5 separate regions of the Gossypium hirsutum genome follow, and regions 1, 2, 3 and 4 are each linked to region 5. A link is a contact called in public Hi-C data. All regions are on one chromosome and are shown on one strand. The core of a region is the stretch at or near the end of the contact, and the rest is flanking DNA. Distances in the headings are between cores, read along the strand shown.

Evidence for each region. Hi-C and Micro-C count contacts between places; a contact is called where the count stands out from the background.
Region 1: a Hi-C map of leaf shows a contact between it and region 5, with 3 times the contacts expected there. The contact joins the promoter of LOC107896896 here to the promoter of LOC107896533 in region 5. A contact is called at or near these places in 4 of 34 Hi-C or Micro-C datasets (all in leaf).
Region 2: a contact with region 5 is called in a Hi-C map of leaf, with 3 times the contacts expected there. The contact joins the promoter of LOC107896461 here to the promoter of LOC107896533 in region 5. A contact is called at or near these places in 12 of 34 Hi-C or Micro-C datasets (callus, hypocotyl, leaf and 1 more).
Region 3: a contact with region 5 is called in a Hi-C map of leaf, with 2.2 times the contacts expected there. The contact joins the promoter of LOC107896489 here to the promoter of LOC107896533 in region 5. A contact is called at or near these places in 6 of 34 Hi-C or Micro-C datasets (callus and leaf).
Region 4: a contact with region 5 is called in a Hi-C map of leaf, with 2.6 times the contacts expected there. The contact joins the promoter of LOC121209887 here to the promoter of LOC107896533 in region 5. A contact is called at or near these places in 3 of 34 Hi-C or Micro-C datasets (all in leaf).

Annotation. Positions count from the first base shown.
Region 1 is chrA11:28,466,723-28,470,927 of Gossypium_hirsutum_v2.1, forward strand. LOC107896896 (probable galacturonosyltransferase-like 1) reads left to right here and starts at 2,226. Exons shown (of 1, transcript XM_041081775.1): 1 at 2,226-3,941. The coding sequence starts at 2,425. The coding sequence ends at 3,480.
Region 2 is chrA11:27,685,739-27,690,236 of Gossypium_hirsutum_v2.1, forward strand. It overlaps LOC107896461 (serine/threonine/tyrosine-protein kinase HT1), which reads right to left and starts at 1,288. Exons shown (of 9, transcript XM_041081771.1): 1 at 996-1,288; 2 at 699-815; 3 at 350-589. The coding sequence starts at 1,013. LOC107896472 (WAT1-related protein At1g21890-like) reads right to left here and starts at 350. Exons shown (of 2, transcript XM_016821654.2): 1 at 116-350; 2 at 1-34. The coding sequence starts at 319.
Region 3 is chrA11:27,742,662-27,746,891 of Gossypium_hirsutum_v2.1, forward strand. It overlaps LOC107896489 (homeobox-leucine zipper protein ATHB-40), which reads right to left and starts at 2,451. Exons shown (of 3, transcript XM_016821676.2): 1 at 2,240-2,451; 2 at 1,838-2,151; 3 at 760-1,171. The coding sequence starts at 2,351. The coding sequence ends at 953.
Region 4 is chrA11:28,483,173-28,487,480 of Gossypium_hirsutum_v2.1, forward strand. LOC121209887 (probable calcium-binding protein CML41) reads left to right here and starts at 1,876. Exons shown (of 1, transcript XM_041081776.1): 1 at 1,876-2,983. The coding sequence starts at 2,160. The coding sequence ends at 2,765.
Region 5 is chrA11:28,144,570-28,149,455 of Gossypium_hirsutum_v2.1, forward strand. LOC107896533 (NEDD8-conjugating enzyme Ubc12) reads right to left here and starts at 3,044. Exons shown (of 6, transcript XM_016821727.2): 1 at 3,023-3,044; 2 at 2,360-2,473; 3 at 2,020-2,128; 4 at 1,753-1,831; 5 at 1,529-1,645; 6 at 1,139-1,448. The coding sequence starts at 2,468. The coding sequence ends at 1,311. It also overlaps the pseudogene LOC107896524.

The DNA of each region.
Region 1 (4,205 bases), core at 976-3,475, 320 kb after region 5:
TATAGAGAGGGGGGAGGGACGGTTGAAGTTCCACCTATGAAAGGAGAATATTTAACATGATCTCAAGTAGTTAAAATTTAAAAATATAATCAAATGAGACAAAAATACTGAAGTTTATGATATTAACTAGCTAGAAAAGTCAAAATAGAGAAAACAAAAAGGTTGAAAAAAGTATTTAAAAATGTAGGGCTTGAACTTTGTAGATAGAAACCTGCGTATTGGCACTCGTTAATATTATTTAAATACAAATTATGTGCCGGTAAAATATATGAAAATATTATACGAAACCTCACTTTACGAAGACAAATCTCAGTTTGAGAGCTGAGAGTGAGTGAAACTATGGGGATTGCCGCTTGAAGCTGACCCCTTTTACTCCTTTTTTTTCTTTTTCAACTATCATCTTCACATTCTGGGGGTAAACCGTGTGGCTTAGGTCGAAACGTTTGATTCCATATTCAACGATTCAGTCGTAATTTCTTTATTTATTTTAAAGAAAAAAAAGTAAGATTCGAAACTTAATTTTCAAAATAAAGGGGTGAGAGATGGCAGTGCCGACAGCAGAAGGTTGTCAGTGTCGGTTGAAAAGGGTAGCATGATTGCATGAGGTTCAACTTTTTTTTTTTCCTTTTTATATCAAAGATCCAGAGAAGAAATTCGAAGGGGTTCTAATCAAAGAATAAAGAAGAGGGGTGTTTAATTAAGAAGGCTGGGGTCATCGTGTGGAGAGAAATAGGGGGTTTGTCATGTGTAGCACATGCAAAGCTTTGCCTTCGGTTTATTTATTTATTTATTAATTTATTAATTGCTTCGTGTAAACTCTATTAATGAAAGAGGGAACCATGCATGTCCCACTCACATCCTTTGTGTTAATAACTAACGGCAACTAACTCATTTGAGTACAATGGAATTCGAAAGTAGCTAGCCCATATATTGTGTTACCTACCTTTTCATATTAATCTTGTAAGCATATAATATAAATTAAGGCCAATTAGGTAAGAAGCTTTATGTTGGCCAAGAAAATCAAGTTACAAGTTTTGTGTAACTCATTTTTTCTCTAAATTGCAATAATACTTTAAAATATCAAAGATGTATGAAATAATAATCAACACTTGGAAAGGCTTATTGGATTCTTGCGAATATGACAAACGATGGCTTTCATAACATTATATTATATGATACAGGAAAAAGGGAGATATTATTATGGAACATGGTGAATATGGGCATGTAATTTTCAAAAAAGAATAAAATAGAAGTGGACGGTTTTAGTAATTATGGGAAGTCGGAGCCCATGTTAGGTCACATACTCGTGACAGAACACAAGAAGAAGTTAGATAAGGCGAGAGTGAGAGGGAAGGCAAAATGTTTAGTTAAGAGAAGCATTTCCCACCAATTTCTTGGTTTCTATGTCCCTATCTCCTAACAAAAGTGAACTTCCGTTTTGTCTTTAATAATTACCTATGACTTGCTTAGGTGGCACTCTATGGACCCACATATTGCAGCCACCTGGACTGGACGACGTTGCCTTGATAATAACTTTAGGACACCGGTAAGCTTCTGCATTTAATTTTTCACGGAATATGTGGATCAAATTAGAGACCAAAAGAATAAAATAATACTATTTTTTTTTTAATATTTTGTTTTTTTGTTACGCTGAACATGCAAATCCTTAGATTGAAGGCAAAAACTCTTGTGCTAGGGCTTTCTCTAGACGCGGATGGCTCAACTAGATCGTTGATAATACGTCGTTGTAAATTCAAGTTAACTACAATCTGCCCTTTTTGTCTATTTTTTTTTATATGGTGAAAAGGAATGAAAACCAAGAAAATTGGAGAAAGAATGTTGACATTATGGGTTCTAGATACAGTAAAAAAGCTAGTTTTAACGTATTTTCTTTCCCAACCTTACCATGTTTAATTAGGAAATCTTGAATGAAAGACATTCCATATTTTACCATAAAACGGAAACTATATCGTAATGACTTGATTTGCTACCATATTTGTACTCATTAAACCCTACTACCATATAAATCACCAACTGACTTGACTGCAATTTTTGTAATTATGTCAATCAATACAAGGAGCATTAAAGAAGAAGGTAAATATATGGTTTTAATTAATTTAATAGATTCATATGATTATTTTTAAGATTTAAAATTTAAATATATGTTGCTTCATTTTCAATATGCGATCTTTTTCTTTATAAAAAGGGAAAAAATTTTGCAACAAGCAAATGTGAAGCCGAAGACTTGAGAGTTTGAATTGTTTCAAAAACCTTTACTTTGGGTGGCTGCATCACCCCTTTTTTGGCACCGTGGGAACCAAGGATCCGTCCCCGCCCCCACTCTTAAAAGGTTAATAAACGTAGTCTAAACACTTTATAGCCCTTTCTTAATTTCCAATATCCTCTTGGATTCCCTCCAACAAAATGCCTAAACCACATGATCACCTCCACCGACACCACCTTCTTCTCCTCCTCTTCCTCCTCATCACTGCCACCAATTCTGCCCCTGCCTCCGCCACTACCACTAATTATCAAAGATTCAAAGAAGCTCCACAGTTTTACAACTCTCCCGCTTGCCCTTCCTTGGACACCAATGAAATGTGCTCCCACCAAGCTGTCCATGTTGCAATGACCCTAGACGCTGCCTACTTACGTGGGTCAATGGCTGCCATTCTCTCCGCCCTCCAGCACTCTTCTTGCCCTCAAAACATCCGCTTCCACTTCATCCCCTCCGCCACCGCCAACCACCACCACCTCCGCCTCACAATCTCCCGCTCTTTCCCTTCCCTCAAGTTCCAAATCTACCCATACGACTCCTCCAAGGTGTCAGGACTCATTTCCACCTCCATCCGCTCAGCGCTTGACTGCCCTCTCAACTATGCCCGCAACTACCTCGCCAACCTCCTCCCACCGTGTCTCAGCCGAGTCGTTTACTTAGACTCCGACCTCGTCCTCGTCGACGACATTGCTAAACTCGCCGCGACGCCGCTCGGAGACCGCTCGGTTTTAGCTGCACCGGAGTATTGCAACGCCAACTTCACTTCCTACTTCACCCCAACCTTCTGGTCAAACCCAACGTTATCTCTAACATTTGCCGGACGCAAAGCCTGTTATTTCAACACTGGGGTAATGGTGATAGATTTGCAAAGATGGCGACAAGGAGATTACACTACCAAGATTATAGAATGGATGGAGCTTCAAAAGAGAATAAGGATCTATGAGTTAGGGTCCTTGCCACCGTTTTTGCTTGTCTTTGCAGGGAATATAGCTCCTGTTGATCACCGGTGGAACCAACATGGCCTCGGAGGAGATAACTATAGAGGATTGTGTAGAAATTTGCATCCTGGTCCAGTTAGCTTACTGCATTGGAGTGGGAAAGGGAAGCCATGGGTGAGATTAGATGCAAACAGACCTTGTCCTTTGGATGCTTTATGGGCTCCGTATGATCTGCTGCAAACACCATTTGCCTTGGAGTCCTAAAATTTTGGTATCTTAATTATTTTTATATATGATTATGTTTTCATATCTAGGCCTGAGATTTTTAGTTGGATGAGGCCATAGAACATACACACAACATAGATTTGAGTGTAAAATTAAGATGTTTCTCTCTTGCAGATGGTGGCAAATGTTGGGGGGGAGGGGGGGGAGGTTTTCAATGTTCATAGACTATACAACAGAGCTTTAACAATCTTACTACAATCTACTTTTTGTTTTCTTTTCCATCTATGTAATTGAAAACAGTATATATAACAACTAAAGCTATAGATCAAGAAGAACAAATTGATTTCAAATTTTATGTTCATCTTCTCTTTTTAATTTCAATTGCTGCTTGATTGTTAAAATCATGAGGTTGTTGAAGACAATATACATGTTCAGTAATTGGTTTCCATTTTCTAACAGTGCCCAGTTTGTCTACTACCTAAATAATTCTTGCAGTTTCTAAATTTGAAGAGGAAGCTTTATCATGGGATACATAGTAATGGGTACAAATAATTTACTATTCAAACTTTTATTATTTATGGTTCTTTATTTTCTAATTTCTCTCCTTTACTTTTGGGGGTTGTTACTGTCCTGCCAAAGCTGGACATGTACCTTTCATACTTTGACTAAATTCTTGAGATTGATATTTGATGGACCAGCTAGCTTTACTTTTCCCATTTAATTACATTTTCTTTATTTTTTTTTAAATAATCTCTATTTCTACT
Region 2 (4,498 bases), core at 38-2,537, 460 kb before region 5:
GCACACCAAATGTTACCATATTTCCAAATAAAGCCTAAAACAAAATTGGTCTTAGTTACAAAGCTTCGATTTGCCAAAATGACAAAGCTAACATGGGGAGTTACAATTTGCTTACTGAGTAGACCACAGAAATGAGCTCGATATTAGGACTCAACATCCAAGCGTTTGGGTCTCTTTCAAAATCAAAGTAACCAATGCAGATTGAATGGACCCAAAGAGGCAATAGAAGGAAACCAACGTTATCTTTGATGGATACCTTTATAGAATTACAGCCTTCAAATTTAGTAGGGAAAGTATTAGTTTGAAGTAGCCAAAGCATCGTGGATTATGAAATGGCATATTAAATTACCTGACCAATGATGTTTGCTGAAAGTGACGAAGAGGCAGTAGCGATGCAAAGGCCAGTTATGAGCCAATTGTTAGATGTTGTTAACATGGTAGAAGGAGATGGATGTAAATGTGGTTCAATTGGTGGGGAAAGTATTGGATGACCCTTGTAAAGGGTTATAATGGGTGCTCCAGAAATAGATACTAAGGTGCCCAACACTTGATCTGACTTTTTGGGCTTTTCAACTCTAGCTTTTCCATCCTATAAAATTTTTAAAAAAAATGAAAAAACTGACATAGCTAGCAAAGATCAAAGACAACTGATTATGCCTTATACTACAAAAACAAATGGCATAGTAGCAGAGACGAACCTGAAGATAACACCAAGAAAGAAAGTGAAATTTGGGATTAAGTTGGCAAGAGCACAAGCAAAGGTTGGAAAGTTGTATCTTATACCAATGATTACACAGTTCGGCATCAAAGTGATCCTGCAAAAAAACTCAGTTTTATAACCCAATTTTTTCACTAATAAAGGAATTATTGAACTCTATTTAGATTTAATTGCATACCCAACAATGATTAAGCAAAAAATTTTGTACAAAAAAGATAAAGTAATTGGTGGCCGCTTTTTCTTACATATAAGGAAGTCTCAAAACAGAAATAAATACCATTAGTTGCTCATCCATGGATCTAATTGATAGATAGATGAGAACCTCGTAAAGAAAAAAACTGCTGACAGAAGAATGAGAGAAGCCAAAACATTTGAGTAGATGAAAAGGACAAAGTGGCTCATTCCTTTGGACATAGCAGCTTTGCTGAGGGTGATAGGAATAATGGTGAAGAAGGAATAGTGGGAAGAAAAGGAAAGGGCAATGGTAGGGAGGTCTGCAAAAAAGTAAAGGGGTTTGTGATAGGGGGATGGTGAGGAAGAGGGAGAGGGATGGAAAATGGCATTTCTATTAAGTTAATAACGGAAACGATAGCTCTGTTATAGATGTAACGGAAAATGGAGTGACTATTTTGTTATTTTTTGAAAGTTGAGTGACTGAATTGAAACCCGAGTGACTGTTTTGTTAGCTATCTAAAGTTGGGTGATTATTGGTGTAATTTACCCTATAAAATATTTAAAATTTTATTTCCAACAAAATTCAAATGCATGACCTTTTCCAATTAAATTATGTTTTAACCATCAAGACTAATCTTCAAATTTGATTAAAATTAACATAAACTAATCAATAATATATAAATATTAATAAAAATAATTTTTTGAAATTAAATATTTCAATTAATAATAAATAATAAATAATAAATATAATAAATTTAAATATACTTAAAAAATTATCAAAAAAGATATATTATTTAACATCTTATTGTCTTAAATCTCATGTAGTTTCTAAATCCCCAGCATTTGGTCAAATGGGCAAAGATGTTCATCATATCCTTAAGGTCGTGGGATCGGTCCACAAATCGTGTATGTGTGGTAGTTTAAATGAATGTGTGTTTGGGTATTTCATTTGGCATGTTGGTTGGAAATATCAATGTCATGTGCCAAATTTTACCCGATTGGTCACATGAGGAAGTGTGATTTATTTGAAATTAAGATTGGTCAATAAAAAATTTTCTTTTTTGTGGGAGTGAGTCTAATTGATGTAACAGAGGAGTCTACCTTATCTATACTTAGTTACATTTTGAGGTTTAGGTTGCATATCATTAATAGAAAAATGCATATTGTAATATCATAATGTTATAATAATTATTTTACATTCATTATTTAATTATATAACAATAATATATTATATGTCTTTAAACTGTATATTATTTTGTATATTGTTTTATATAATATAATATGTACTAAATATAATCATGTCACATTACAAATAAACTCATATCACAATATTTATTTTAATTATATAAATATTATTTTTCTGTTAAAAAATTAACTAATTGAATTGATCAAATAATGAAAGGAAAAATTGCAAATCTAGAAATTTCGATGACTCCATCTTATTGTTCAATTAATTTACAAATACAAAAGAATAAAATTTAAGAGAAACTATATGACATTTAAAAAAAATAAGATATTAAATTAAATATATTTTTCTATAAAAATTTTAAACATATTTAAATTTATTATTTATTATTATATTTAATTTAATTATTCTATTTAATTTTAAAAATTATCTCATTGATGTTTATATGTTATTTATTAGTTTGTGTTAATTTTAATTAAAATTTAGGATTAGCTTTTATGGTTAAAGTATAGCTTTAGTTGTTAAAAGCCATATGTTCAAATTTTGCACAAAGAAAAATTCTATATATTTTGTAATAAATACGGAGTTGAATATCGAATATTTGACAGATAATAATATTTAATTTGAATTCAGATTTAGATATTAAAAATTAGATAATCTGCGAACGCGAATTCAGATAATTCAGAATTTACAGACATCCAACCTGCTGGTATCCCTAATTAATCCTCCTCATTTTATGATTAATGCTTTCACCTTTGATGCGTGTGCAAATGGTTGTGGTAAGTTCGAAGAACCATAACTTGGGTATAGAGGGGAAGCCTGTTGGTTTGGGTTAGTTAATTCTGTAGTAACTTGCTTCAACTTATTTGGTTGTGCTTTTATTTTTTATATATATATTATATGCATCTTCTATTTCAAAAAAAAAAATATTGGTTGAATGTTTACATGAAACAAATATTTATTGGTATACAATTTACGAAAATCAAATATAAAATATGAATTTAATTTTACATGAATCTCAAACATAAAAGGTTACATAAGTGTGTACATTTACATTAATTTTAATTAGTACAAATGAGTCTTTCACTATTATCAAGGTAGTCAATACGAAACTGGTGGAGATATCATTTTCTACTAGAACTAATTTGTATTGATATCAATTTATTTCAATGTATTATTTTAAATTTATAAATATTTTAAAAAAGATATTTAAGAAATATTTATAAATATCAAATGAATTATATAAAATAAATTTCAAATAATAAAATTTTTATGCATTAATCGATGCACAATGTTTCGATAAAAAATTTATTTAGAACTATAACAATATAAAATTAAAAGTTTTATAATTTTTAATATTATTCATATACGAACTAGTGCACAATATTTTGACCAGTATAACTAAAATTGAATGAAACGGTTGGTACAAAGAATATAGACAAAAATTTTAACTTATGCAAAAAAAAAAAAACTCAATTACACTAATTTATTATTAAAATAACCGGAACTATTAATTCGTTTGGATTCATTTACCCAATATAGGAAAAGATGAACAATCAAAAGCCTAGGTTTTTACGAGAATGTTTGGACCATTAATTCGTTATAATTTTAATTTACTATAATTGTATATTAAATGTTTATTAAAATTTTATTAAAAATAATTTTATCTACTTGCTAATTAAAAGTAATTTTAGAAAAAAGTATAAAACTTTTTTATTAAGTCAAATAATTGTGTCAAGTGTATAGTTATGATTTATATTACGCTTAAATTTAAGATTTAATATCTCTACTTTAAATTTACAAAATTTTATTTTTTTATTTTTATAATATCATTAATTAATTCAAATATTTACGCCCTTAATTATTTTGGTTAAAATATTAAGGTGAAATTTTTCTTAACAATACCTATTATAACTATTAGAAATAACTAATATCATTGAAAAATAAATGATGAAATTAATTTATGTAAATGGACGTGATATAATTTTATGGATTTTGAATCTATTTCAAATGATTCACCGAAACTAGATTCCCCTCAAACTAAACTTCATCATCACAAGTACTTATTTGTTAATTTTATCAAATTATCACGTCAATAATTTTTTAATTTTTTAATTTAAAAAGTTTATTTTAAAAAATTAAAAATTATCAAAATTATAAAGATATATACATTTAATATTTAAAAATTTAATTAATTATTCATGTGGTAGACACGTGACAATTCATATATATTTTATGTCAATAAAGTTAATAAACATCAATTTTTTTTTCATTTTAGAGTGATTCGACAAATTTAGATGAATGATTAAATTTTTTTTATAAAATTAAAGGCCAAAAAAATCATTATTTTTTTTTCATTACCATAATAACCGTATTAAATTTTACATTGAGGATGGGAAATAGATTGATCAAGAATATTG
Region 3 (4,230 bases), core at 1,201-3,700, 400 kb before region 5:
GAACTGAAAAAAATGTACATTGAGTAAGAAGTAGTTTTACACATTTCCATTGAAAAATTCTATAAATTGTTCTTTTATTATGGTTTATAAAACGTAGTTAAAAAATTAAATTAACTGAAATTTTTTTAGTTGATTTAATTTTTTTTAATGAATTGTTAAACAAAACCTAAGAAAAGTTATTGTTCAGAAAATTATTAATTCAATTTTCTTTCAATCTCTACTAAAAAGACAGTAGAGATTATGACCCCATTTGAGAGTTTGATTATAAACATAAATGCGTAATACTTTACTACTATTATGGCTGAAAAATGTTTTTAAAGAAAGTAATTTTTTAACATTAATTTTAAATTTTTTTATCATATTTTATCTTTAATACAATGCTTAAAAATTATTTATAGTTTCTCCTCAACCCTTAAATAAAAAAAAATAATTCCCTTCAGCTAAAGAAAATAATTTTCAAAAGTATTGTGGAAAAGTGTTATTTGTTAATTATTGTTATAAAAAACTAGAGTGAAAGGTTAAAATGTTTATTTTAAATATGAGGTATAAATTAATTTAAATTATAAATTTTAAAAAAAATATATATATATAATGATACATTAAAGCTAAAGAGGAAAATACTGTTGGGGAGGATGAAAGAATAAAAGGAGGTGTTTCGATAATTTTACCATGAAACTTGAAAAGCCAAAAATTAAAATGTAGGTTTGAAATTTAAAAAAAAAAAATTTCTATAAAGTTATCTAAATGTCAAATACAGTATGCTGTAAAAAAAAGTGTTTTTATTCGATAATAGTAGTTAAAAAAAGATTTCTAAATTAATATGAATCTAAGTTAACATTACAACACTTTATATAACATAACAGTAGTTAAGAAAAGAAATTAAGGATTAATTACAATGGATTTGGAGGTCTTAATTATCCATATCTACACACGCTAACTAGTGATATGATAATTACATAAAAAGATTCATCCACTCCATGCCAAGAACATAATTGTTTTCTCCAATATAGAAAACATCTTCATATCCAAATTCCCCATGGAAAACTGGATCAATGGCTTCCATTGACAGTACAGATGAGCTTGTACTTTTGCTGGAAACCCCATCTACTCGTTCCGTTAGTTGCAGGATTTCCTTCTCCGCCTCGCTAAGTTGCTCCTTAAGCTTTACCACCTATAATTGTAACCAAAGAAACAAATTTAAATTGAATGTAAAAGTGGGCTTCGGCTAAGCCCAACCCCTGCCACAAGACAGTATGGTGTATGGAAGTGGACCCTCTGTTTTTCATTGGAAAACATTTTCAACTACTTTTTGTTGTGCAATGAGGTGGCTGTTTGTTGTTCCTTGTCAATGTTATCCCACTTTTTTTGTCCAAGAATATCGTTTCCCACTTTCTTTTAATTGAACATAAACTTATGATCTCATTAACTGATATTTTTAATAGCTTAAACCCAACAACATAAGTACATGACATGGCTTTCTTCGAGCCCTGAGCTCGTGCATGTTCTGATATTGGTGGGTCACCGTATCTTTTTTTATCAAAAAGATAAAGATCAAAGACGCTGCTACTTCCTTAATTAGTTTCATTTCCTTCCAACAAACGCCTCCTCAAGTTTGAATTATTTTTTTAATTATTTAATCTCTGAAAACATACATATTTTTTCCTGTTTGGTTCTAAGAAACCACAAGGAATTATGTCTAAAATATAAGAAAAACAAAGGGTTTGCATTTAAACATCCAAATAAACTTACAAGTGTGATTAAAACCGGATTTTTTCTTTTTTTGCAAGTTAAAATGATTTTCATTTGGGAAATAAAAGATATATGTATATTTACATACCTCGGATTCAAGTCGGCATTTGTCGAGAACAACAGTTTCGTGAAGAGACTTGAGCGTGCTATACTCTTCCTCCAGCTTCTTGTTCTTCCAACGAGCTCTACGATTTTGGAACCAAACAGCAACCTGACGAGGGTCAAGTCCCAGCTCTGAAGCAATCCGATCTTTCCTTTCTGACTCTAGTTTATGTTCGTTACCAAAATTAAGTTCAAGGAGAGTGACTTGTTCCTGGTTAAGCTTCCTTTTTTTAGCCACCGCACACTGGCTGTTCTCCCCTCCCTTGTTCTTCTTCCGCCGCCGTCGAGGCTTCGGTTCCCCTGCTCAACCAAAAGCCTGGCTTAATTATAAAACAATGCAAGAATAAATATGTTTGTGGTTTTAAGTCCATGCCACATTGATCAGTACCTTGGTGTGTTGCAATTTGGGTGTAAAATCCAGGGTAGATTTGGGAGATAAGAGCAATATGATCTTCATGTTCATTCATTTGGCTTGTCATCATTTCATAATCTTGGCTCATTTTCTCTTTCTTTCTAGCTTTTCGGGTGTGTTTTTTTTTTCCTCTGGCTTTCACTTAAATTGAGAAACGGGTGATCCCTGAGAGAAGTAATGGATGAGTTAAGGAAGTGATGTGGTTTATTTATAGGGTTAAGAGTAGGACTAGTTAGCAGTTGTTTGTTTACCATAAGACCTTTGTTTCCAATATTGGACATCACGTTCTTATGAATAACAACAATACCATTATAGTATTACAATTTGGTACACTAGTTTGAGACAATAAGAAATACTGTCACATCTAAACTGTATCATTGAACTAGTTTGGAAAATTCTGTCAACCAAATTTGCCATCCCCACGTCCAACAAGTGGATAAAGTTAGACAACAAAACCCTAAATTTCAAAAGTTCATCGTTTTTTTTTCACTATATAATACATGGTTTGGTTAAAGTTTTAGGATGTGATTGATTAATTGAAAATTTTAAATGTGAAAAAATTATGTATTAAATTTTTATTGTTAAATTTTATAAGTATTGAATTTATATCAAAAAATTATTTAAAAAATTAGTAAATATAAATACGGACTATAATTATATTGTTTGATAAAAGTAAATATTGATTTTTAAAAAATTATTTATTTTTAATTTTAATCTTATTAATATAATATTTTATATTATTTTAGATAATTTTAAATGAAAATAAATACGACAATTTAAATATCTTATTTAAAAACTAATAATTTATTTCAATTTTTAATAAAATAAAATCAATTTAATATTTTCTACCTCAAGTAATAAGTAGCTATATATCTTCTTACCTTATTCAATACTTTTTGGTTAAAATTTTATATTAAGTAAAAATTAAAATAATTACTAAATAAATTTAAAATATTAAATGTTGAAATTTTTTTATAATTTATCAAACACACCTCTATGATATTCTTTCATGTAAGTTCTGTGCATGAGATAAGGATGATATTTTTTTTTTAAAGCTGTAAAAGAAATAATTATCCTGATTTTAACTTAAAACCTAAAATAAATCATTCTCTTAATTGTGATCTCCTTAGACAAAACTAGGATTGGTAGGCTTTCCAAATTAAGTGATAAGGGGTGATGGTGGTAAGCAAGCAAGTAATACATAATTTTGCAAGTTAATTAAAAGGGGTTTGGGGATCCCAAAGCTGGCCACTATTGAAGTCCATAAACAAAGTTGGTAAATTAGGTTTGGCCTCTGGATCTGGGCATTCTAGTCAGCCATTGTTGTCCAATTGGGAGGTATTTTCACTTATTTCCATGTGTCTGTAAAATGGTTATAACTATGAGCCAATACCCCATGACTACTTTTAACCATATCTCAATCGTGGCTCGAGAGACGAATGAAAAACATAAAGAAAAGTTATGAAAATTTGGGATTAGTTAGTACTTTCATTAAGTATTATCATTTTTTTTCAAGGGAATTAAGAATTATTATTATTACAGATGCATCGGGGAAGCAATCTTTTCTTTTTGAAAGAATATTAAGGTTGTTGGAGAAATCTCTTAAGGTCAGAAGTAGAAGAGAGGATATGTCGTCATTGTTGACGTCTTGATTTTATTAAAAATTAGAGTTTCTAATTTTTGATTGGATAATGTTTCCTACATTTCCATCATTTCACTCTTAAGATAAACTTTTCCACTATTGGATTTTAAGCCAAAAGAATAGGGGATTGGGTTATGATTTTATAACTAAAAAACAAAGTAAATGAGGTGGAAGAGCTGCTTAAAACAACATAACATTTTTTTTTCTGATATCCACAATTTTGTAATTGAAAAATGAAATCCATTGATAAAGTGTTAAATTGATGTGACAAAATTATAATTTACTTAAACCCCACAATTTAACTATTTATATATATTATGTTTAG
Region 4 (4,308 bases), core at 626-3,125, 340 kb after region 5:
GAGAGGATGTTCAAGTCTAAAGAATTTGAGGCTCTTGCATGAGCCGAATTACCTAAATTTTCTGGTTGGTTAATAAACCAACTAGAAAATAAGTTCATTTCACTAGATTGATTACTGGCACTAGAGACTCGAAGTTGTCCTGCAAAAAAATTGATGGGAAAACTCTCATTGAGATGAGCCATTTCGATTTTCAGCAAACTGAAGTTTTGAAGATAAGAAATTCTCCATGCTTACCGCACCCATTGTTGAGGTATTTGTCTCTCTATCTTCTTTTCCTAGTGGTGTTTGCCTATTTATATGATATGGGTACTGTTCATTGAGATGATATACTAAGTAGGCTCCATGCATATAGACATGTGCCTTACTCTAGATTTAACATTTGTTACACGTTCTCATACACATATAACTTCACAAAGGAGTAGGCTTGACGAGGGAACTTTGCCTGCGAGTTCAGTCTGCAATCCCATCGTGTGAGCTCAGTCTGCGACCTTATCGGTTTGGGCCGACAAATTGGTTTTGGACCGATGGTGGTAACTATCCTAACAAACTTAAATTTAATAGTATTAACAATTAAACTTGAATTTTAAAATCTAAAAAATAAAAAAATTCCAAAAATTAAAATTCTACTGTGTAAAATTTAAATTTACAAAGAATATATAAATTTATGATATATTTTAACCAAATAAAAGGCCGTGGGGATTATCCAATTTAATGCAAAAACACAACAGCAAATGTGAAAGGTTGATCTTTAAAACCCATTTTGTCTGTAGTGGGTGGTCCGCTACGTTGTTGATCTTTTGGGACGGTGTAAATGCCGCAGAATTGGGTCCAAGTTTTGACTAACTAATCGAAAGCACCCTTTTATTCTGCTTCTACTTAGAGCTGGTGTAATATTGTTTTTGAAATATAAAATGATGTTACAAAATGTTTATATTCATTATATTTGAATAACAATAAAAAATTAATTTATTGTTTCTTCTTTTGATAACTAACATTAATTATTTGTAAAATTTAATTTGAATATATAAATTATATTTTAAATATTAAAAAATAATCATTAAAATTTTAAATATAAAATGTTATATGTTTAAGATAAATTTGAATATGAAAAATAATTGTATATGTAATTTAAATATTACAAAAAATATATTAAATTATAAAATGGGTAAAAAATATCATTTTTCTCTAAAAGTATTTTTTTTTTCAAATTCAAAAGTTAAACAAATGTGGTTTAGAGTTTGGGATCAAAAACAATTTTGATTGCAATAATTATGTGTTTAGCAATATTTATGGCTCTAAAAGTATTTTTCCCAAATTCAAAAGCTAAAAACATTGTTTATTTTCTAATTTGAAGTAAAAAATATTTTCTTTTAAAAGTATTTTATTATATGTTCTCTTCTTTTTTACTTTCTTTCTAAATGAAAAGAATATATATTTTTGAAAAAAATGTATAGCAATATGCAATAAAAAGTGATCAATAGATACATGCAATTATGAATTATGGATTATCATAAGAAAAAAAGATAGATATATAAAAAAATTAAACTTCACTTTCATTGCATAAGCAAATATGTATACATTAATCGTGGAATCAAATATTCAGATGTATTTTTATTTATTCATGGTACAATTTATTAAATAAAAATTAATTAAATAGGCGGAAATAGATTATTTTAAAGAAAACAAATATATATGGTATACATAGGATATGTGTTTACTGTATAAAAATTAAATTATACTTTAATTGAAATGATAAAATTAAATTTATTTTATAATATAAACAATTATTTTAGTAATTTTTTAATGAAAGTGATGCCTGATTAGTGTGTATATCAATAAATAGATATAGATAGAAGTATAGACGTAAGTGTAAACAGAAATCTTAATCGAACAAATTAGGTAACGCACTACACACCATTTTAAAGAGAGTTGGGCAACGGTCAATAAATTGTAGGTTAGGTCATCTAGGAAGTTGCCATGCACTTTCCTTTATGTCAATATACTTCATCTTCTAGCCTTCTCTGAAATTTCTCTAAAGCAAATCTATCATTAACTAAAAAAGAAAGACTTAGATGGCTTTTCTCTTCTTTATTTAAGCTGTTGAATCTTTGTTAACTTCACTTTGGAGCCTAAATTAGGGTTTCCACGGTCAATATATTATGGCAACTGCTAAAGTTTCCAAGGCTTCCAAATGGTTCTCTAACAAGAGCCTTAGGTTAAGCCTTCAACGTCGTGGATCAAAGTCTAGATCAACATCCTTAAGCTCTTCTCCTGGACCATCATCAACACCAATATCTCCTCGCACAATTCCTAATATGAGAACCAAAAGGCCTGAAGAAGACGAGATGAAGCAAGTCTTTGGCTATTTCGACGGGGATGGTGATGGCAAAATCTCTGCTCTTGAACTTAGGGCGTACTTTGGGTCCATCGGGGAGTACATGTCACATGAAGATGCTCAAGGGGTGATCAACGATCTTGACTCGGACGGGGATAGCATGCTGGACTATCAGGATTTCTTGAAGCTAATGAAAAGAGAACCCAGCAAGGATGATGAGGGAGATGATTATGATGATCTGAAGAAAGCGTTTGAGATGTTTGAACTGGAGAAAGGTTCGGGGTGCATAACACCCAAAGGGCTGCAAAGGATGTTGAATCGACTTGGGGATGCAAAATCATATGATGAATGCGTTGCCATGATTCGGGTATATGATATCGATGGTAATGGGGTGCTTGATTTTCATGAGTTCCATCAAATGATGGCTTAATTCCATTGTTCCTTCTATTTTTAACTAAACAATATTATTAGTATTTAGCTATACAGGAGTTTTACCACTTCACATAATCATGTACTCGTAGATCTTCGAATTCTTAGTTTTGATAATCAAGGCTCAAATCTTTTCCTCTTTGTTTATAAAACACGTCCAGTTACACGTGTGATGATTATAATAAATGATGCATCATGAAATAAGCTTTTTAAAGAAAATGAGGGATTGATCATTATCTTTCTATATGTAGTTTATGTAACAGTTATTAAGTATTTAACCACCGATATATTATTGCTATATTATTTTTACATATATTTTCATGATTGGTAATATTTAGTCTAATAATATATTTAGAGACCTAGTAAAATTTTCGAAACTTTTAGAAGCTAATGAGATATTTTTAAAAAAATTGAGGGTCTAATTAAAATTTTTGTGAGATTAATGAGAATTTTCAAAAAATATTTAATATAGCTTAATTAAAATTTTCAAAAAAAAATTATAATAAGAATTTTTAAAAATTTCAAGGGAGAAATGAAGATTTCCTAAAATTTTAGGGGAGATGACAGTCCGCCTTTGATTTAGTCACACGTATGACTTGTTTGTGGAAAAAAGAAGGAAGACTTTTTATTTATTTCGAAGAGGTCTTATTTTATACAAAAGATTTTTCTCATATTTCTAGTTATATGTTTAAATTTATATTAATTATTTTTTATTTTATGTCTAACTATTTTAGAACATGTGTTAAATAAAATTTTTCCTTATGCATTACACTAATAACCAAACTTTCTCCTTATATTTTATGTTGAGAAGTTTGAGAAATAAGAAACGCAACATTTTGGGTTTAGTAGAAAATATTGATCTTGATCTTAAGGTGATGCCGTTCCAAAGTTGTAAACTTGCACTTCTGAGAGCCTCGTCATGCCTATATGGTAAAACCCTTCAATAGATGTATTTGGTTGAGTGATAACATGAAAAGATGAAAGGAGAGAGTGAAAAAATGAAAAAAAAGAAGAAGATAAAATTCTAATAATATTTGGTGAGAAAGAAAAATGAGAAAAGAAAACAAGATATATGCTTTTTTTAATCATAATGCATAAAAACAAGTATTTTCCAATTAAAATAATAAGAGAAGAAAAAAAAAGAGACTAAAAGTATGTATTTTTAAAAAGTTTGATTCTCTTTTTATTTTTTAACTCTATCAATTAATAAATAAAAAATTATTTTTATCAAATTTTCTATAGGAAAAAATTATAATTTTCATCTTTCTATATATATTTTAATTTTTCAATTTTTATCCTTTTAAAATTTTTATACTCTATCGAACAAATCCTTAAAGCTAAAGCAATAAAAAAAAAAGAAAAAAAAAGCGCAAGTCCAGGGCAGAGTAGTAGTAGCTTTAACGTGAAGAAAGAAAACTTGAGAAGCTTGTTGAGAGGAAGCAAGCATTTTGCCAAATCCATCTATGTCAAAAATAATTGAGTAGTTGGGGCAGACTCATGGACGACCCGTGAGGCATTAAGTGCTGCTCCAAAGCCCTCAAACT
Region 5 (4,886 bases), core at 1,794-4,293:
GTGGGGTAATAGCAGATAGATTGTCACAAATTTACCCCCATTCTGGGCGTATTATATGTGCACAATTCAGTGCCTTTATGGGCATACCATTCTCATTGTTCCTTCTTAAAGTGATCCCACAATCAGTGAGCAGTTATTACACCTTTGCTGTAACCCTGTTTATGATGGGCTTAACCATCAGTTGGAATGCCACGGCTGCAAATGGTCCTATGTTTGCCGAAGTCGTCCCTTCTAAACATAGGACCATGATCTATGCATTCGACCGTGCTTTTGAAGGATCGTTTTCATCTTTCGCAGCTCCCTTGGTAGGTATCCTATCAGAGAAAATGTTTGGTTATGATTCAAAATCTATCGATCCGATCAATGGTTCTCCACGCGAGGCATTTGCTTTGTCCAGAGGGCTACTATCAATGATGGCAATTCCATTTGGTTTGTGTTGTTTGTGTTACACGCCGTTGTACAAACTCTTCAGGCGAGACCGTGAAAATGTTAGATTGGCGGCTTGAAAGAGGAAGAGATGATTTGATCGAATACTTGGTTATTTTCTGAGAACTTGGTTCACAATTTCTTTCACTATGAGGCACAGACATATACTACCTTCTATGGCAACATCTTGCTCATGAAGTTCCACTAACTTGTCAAGAAATTCATTATTATGCTGGTCATACATTGCCAGCCTGTAATTGTAGAACCATTGCGATTTTATTATAAACCATTTCTCTATCAGCTGCCTTGATTATAGGACTTTTAGATATAACTTAAAAGGCACATTAAAATTATATCTCTATCCTGTAAGCTAATAAGCAGAATTAAGAGATCTAAAGAGCATGCAATATGTAACCTAAGGTACATGCATACAAAAATGATTCATGTCAAAGATGGCTCTGAAGATGAAATCTGGTTCAGGAATTATTTCAATTATGGGAATGATTTGTTGCTCAATGTTCAACAAGCACCTAAATCCTTGTACTCAAAGCAAAAACAGGCTAAAGAAAGAAACAAAGAGGTATTCATTTTCAGAGAGAGAGAGAGAGAGAGAGAGAAGATGTCACATAATATGCAAGTGCATGAAATTCGGTCTATTGACTCTATCCTAGTTCCAAATTGAGATTATATGCCACAGAATCATACAACAGCATTGGGAAAAGCTAGAGTGAAACATTGATGGAATTTTTATCTGGTTGGTCTTGCAGGAAAAGTGAGAAAATCAAAGCAGACAATAGAGGGCAATTTGCAGGTAAATTATACAACCCACAGAAGCTCAAGTGTTTATGACGTGTGCATTTGCGCATTCAGCGACCTTGCTAAAGCTAGACACACCGTGGGAAAAAGGTTTGCCCAACATACCCGCCAGACATAGCCCTCCTCACATTGGATTCAAACATCTTTGGATTATCCCTCAACACTGCAGCAGCTTCATGATTGAGGGGATCCTCATAATTCGGTTCCTGCACACAAAATTCAAAGATTCAGATATCAGATGGCAGCAAATCCACTGAATTATGGCTATAAATATATTAGGCATTACCGTGAAAAGATGATATAAACCATAGATTATAGTGTTTATATTGAGCACCGGTTTCCAATCTTCACGTAAGATGTTAAGGCAAACATTTCCTTCCAAATCAATATTTGGATGGTAGACCTGGATATTCGAGTGCAACATGATACAAGCCGGGTTATAACCAAAAGCATGCGAGACCACAGCATGAATTTAGAAAACAAACATATAAATAAGGTAAGCCAGTCTACCTTGGTCTTGCACTTAACTTTGGGTGCCTCATGTGGATAGACGGGAGAAACTTGAAAGGAGAATAAAAATGTGCCACCGCTGAAACAGCAGCAGCCAATCAGTTTTATACTTGTTATAGCATTATTAATATAAGAAGATGAACGTAAAAAAACTCTTATAAGCATGTCATGTCTTCTCCAATAAACAAAAACTTTAACCAAAAAATTTGTGCTAGAGAGCAAAAGAAAACTTGTGTTAAAATAAGAGGCATGAAAGAAATTCCTTACAAATAATATCCTTCATCGGGGCGAATTGAAACCTCAAAATTCATCAGGTTATCCTTTCCATTTGGAAATGTTATAGCACAAGATTTGGGTAGGTTAAGCTCAGAAATATCTACACGTAGAAAGACAAAATAAAACATGAGAATCACACTAGGATCAAACACCAGATGCGCTTGAGCCAATAGATTCAGTGCTAGAACAACATATAGTTGAATAGATCAGTAAAGCTAAAGAAAATTAGCAGTAACACACCAAAAGCACCAAATCATAAAAAATAATGGATCTCTATCACAGAACTAAAGGAAATTTAAACAACTCAATCCATTATAAATGTGAAGCAAACCTTTGTGCAAACGCAACTCTCCTGGACTTTGCTTTTTAGTAGGAGCTCCCCCATTTGCATTTTCAGCAAGTTCTCTCTGCTTTTCCTTTACTTTAAACAGCCGAATCATAACTCCTACATATATATTAAAATTTAAAGTGAACCCATTCATTTCCATAGCCTTAACATCAAATTCCAGTTACCGCAGCAAAGCAATATCCATTCAGAATCTAAAGATTCAAAACCAAAGCATTAAAACAAAAACATTTGTTCTTAACAAACCCTAACTGAAAAATCTAGCCTTTATTATCAAACTCGATTTCCATACTTTTGAGCTGTTGACGATCAGAATCCATTTTCTTTTAATAAGACCACTCATTTACCTGATCCGAAGTTATTTTAACTAGACTAATTTAAAACTACTTAAAAAAACAAAAGAAGTGCCTCTTTTTTTCCCCATCTTTGCAATAATAGAATTTGAACAACAAAAAGAGATTCAAAATGAAATTAATTCTAGCAGATCATAATTCATGATACAACTAGTTGCAAAAATAGAAGAGATCGTTAAAGAAAAGAGAAAATGAATCTAACAAAAGACTTAAGTAATCAACGCCGATTAAAAGAGCAAGTGAGAAAAAAAGAAAAAAAAAGGTAGTGTGTTGGATTTATGATATTGTAACAAACCTGTTGGAGGAAAAGCCGAAGAAAGAAAAGAAGGAACTAAGGGATCTTTATTGTTTTAAAGAAAAAAGCAGAAACTAAGGGGAAATTGATGAAGAGAAGGGACAAAAGGAGGGGGTTTAGGATATGGATGCCTGAAGGAAAAGTAAAGGAAAGAGAGAGAAAGGAAATGACACGAAAGCTGGAGTGGAGGATGGACCCACTTGTTTTGTTTTTTTCTTTGGTGAAAAACTAGCGTCTGCAGTTTTGCGGCCTTATATTTGTAATCAAACCAATGTGCTTCAAAATTCAACGACATTTCACCTATATTTTTAATATTCACTTGCATTTATTGCGAATCAGTGGGAATACAAAGTATTTTTACCAATCCAATCCCAAGTGTCATTTTAAATTTTGTTGTCTAATTTGATTGTCGAGGAGGAGATCACTTGCCACTGTGATCAAATCATAAATTATTATGCGATGCTCGCTTTAAAAGCCTAAGAGTTGAAGGCTGCGTCACAATCTAGCTTGAGATATCCAGGGGAGTTAGAGCAAGCCCCCCTGAACTCGATGAAACCATGAAAAACATCATTCCCATATTGGATTGGATCCTTTGCTATTCCTTCCCATGTTTACTAATAATTCCATGATATAAAGTTTTGCCCAAGGGAAGAATTTGATACGAAAAGGAGGGGGGAGGGGAGACCACTGGTGGTAGGGAGCTGAGAGAGGGACGGGGAGAGAATTTTTTTTTTAATATTAATATTCAGATTTTCTTTTTCTTTTTTTTCCTTTCAATTCTAAAAAAATGGGTAAAGTCAAATAATGTTTACGTAGGGTTAATCGAGTAACAGTAATTAAGTTTAAATGCTACATTTAACCAAAAAAAAAGGTTTAAGTGAACACATATATAATTTAGAAGGTAATTTTTTAATTAAGTCTTGAAAAAAAATAAAGGATGAGAGGATAGCTTGAGGGGTACTATTTTAGGAAATAAATTACCATATACAATCAATCATGTCATTTATATATAAAAACTTTAATGGTTTTTCTTTTATTTTTTAAAAATTAAAAAAAATTACATTTATTTTTAATTATTATTTAACTTAAATATATAAAATCAATATGATATGGAAACAATGACTATTCCATGACCATAATTTTAGCATTTAATTTGAAACAATATATGAATATTTATCAATTTAAATAAAATTATAAACCATATAATGCTAAGAATTAAAAAAAATTTAATATCTTAAATTTGGAAATAAAGAATGCATAAAATAACTTCAAAAATTAAAGTGCATAAAAGAAATACTAAAAAAACTTATAGGAACGGTCTTGTTATTGGCATGTAATATCTTAAATTTGTGTTATGTGAAAAAAAATAATTTAACAACTGTTATGTCAATACACAATATTATTTAGTATTTTTATTTGATTTTAATAGAATTAAAAGATAAATCTCAAAATTATATATGAATTTTGATTAAATATATAATATTACATAAATTTTTATTTTACATAGTTTTATACATGAAAATTTTTTTATTCAGTTTTCACAAATTAATGATATAATCATCTATATAGAAACATTTTACTTTTACATACAGCATACACAAATAATTATTTTTATCTAATAAATAAATTAATTAATGTATTTATTTTTTTAAATGTATAGAATTCAATCAAAATTAATGTTTTATGTATACGTTTAAATTACAATCAAAATTTCATATGTATGATTACACAAAAATTTATACATCAAAATTGCACAATAAATCAAAAATTATGTATAATTTTAAAATTTATCACTAAAATTAAATACTTATATTTCTTTCAATCAATTTTAATTTGATTTGATCATGACTAATTATAATTAATT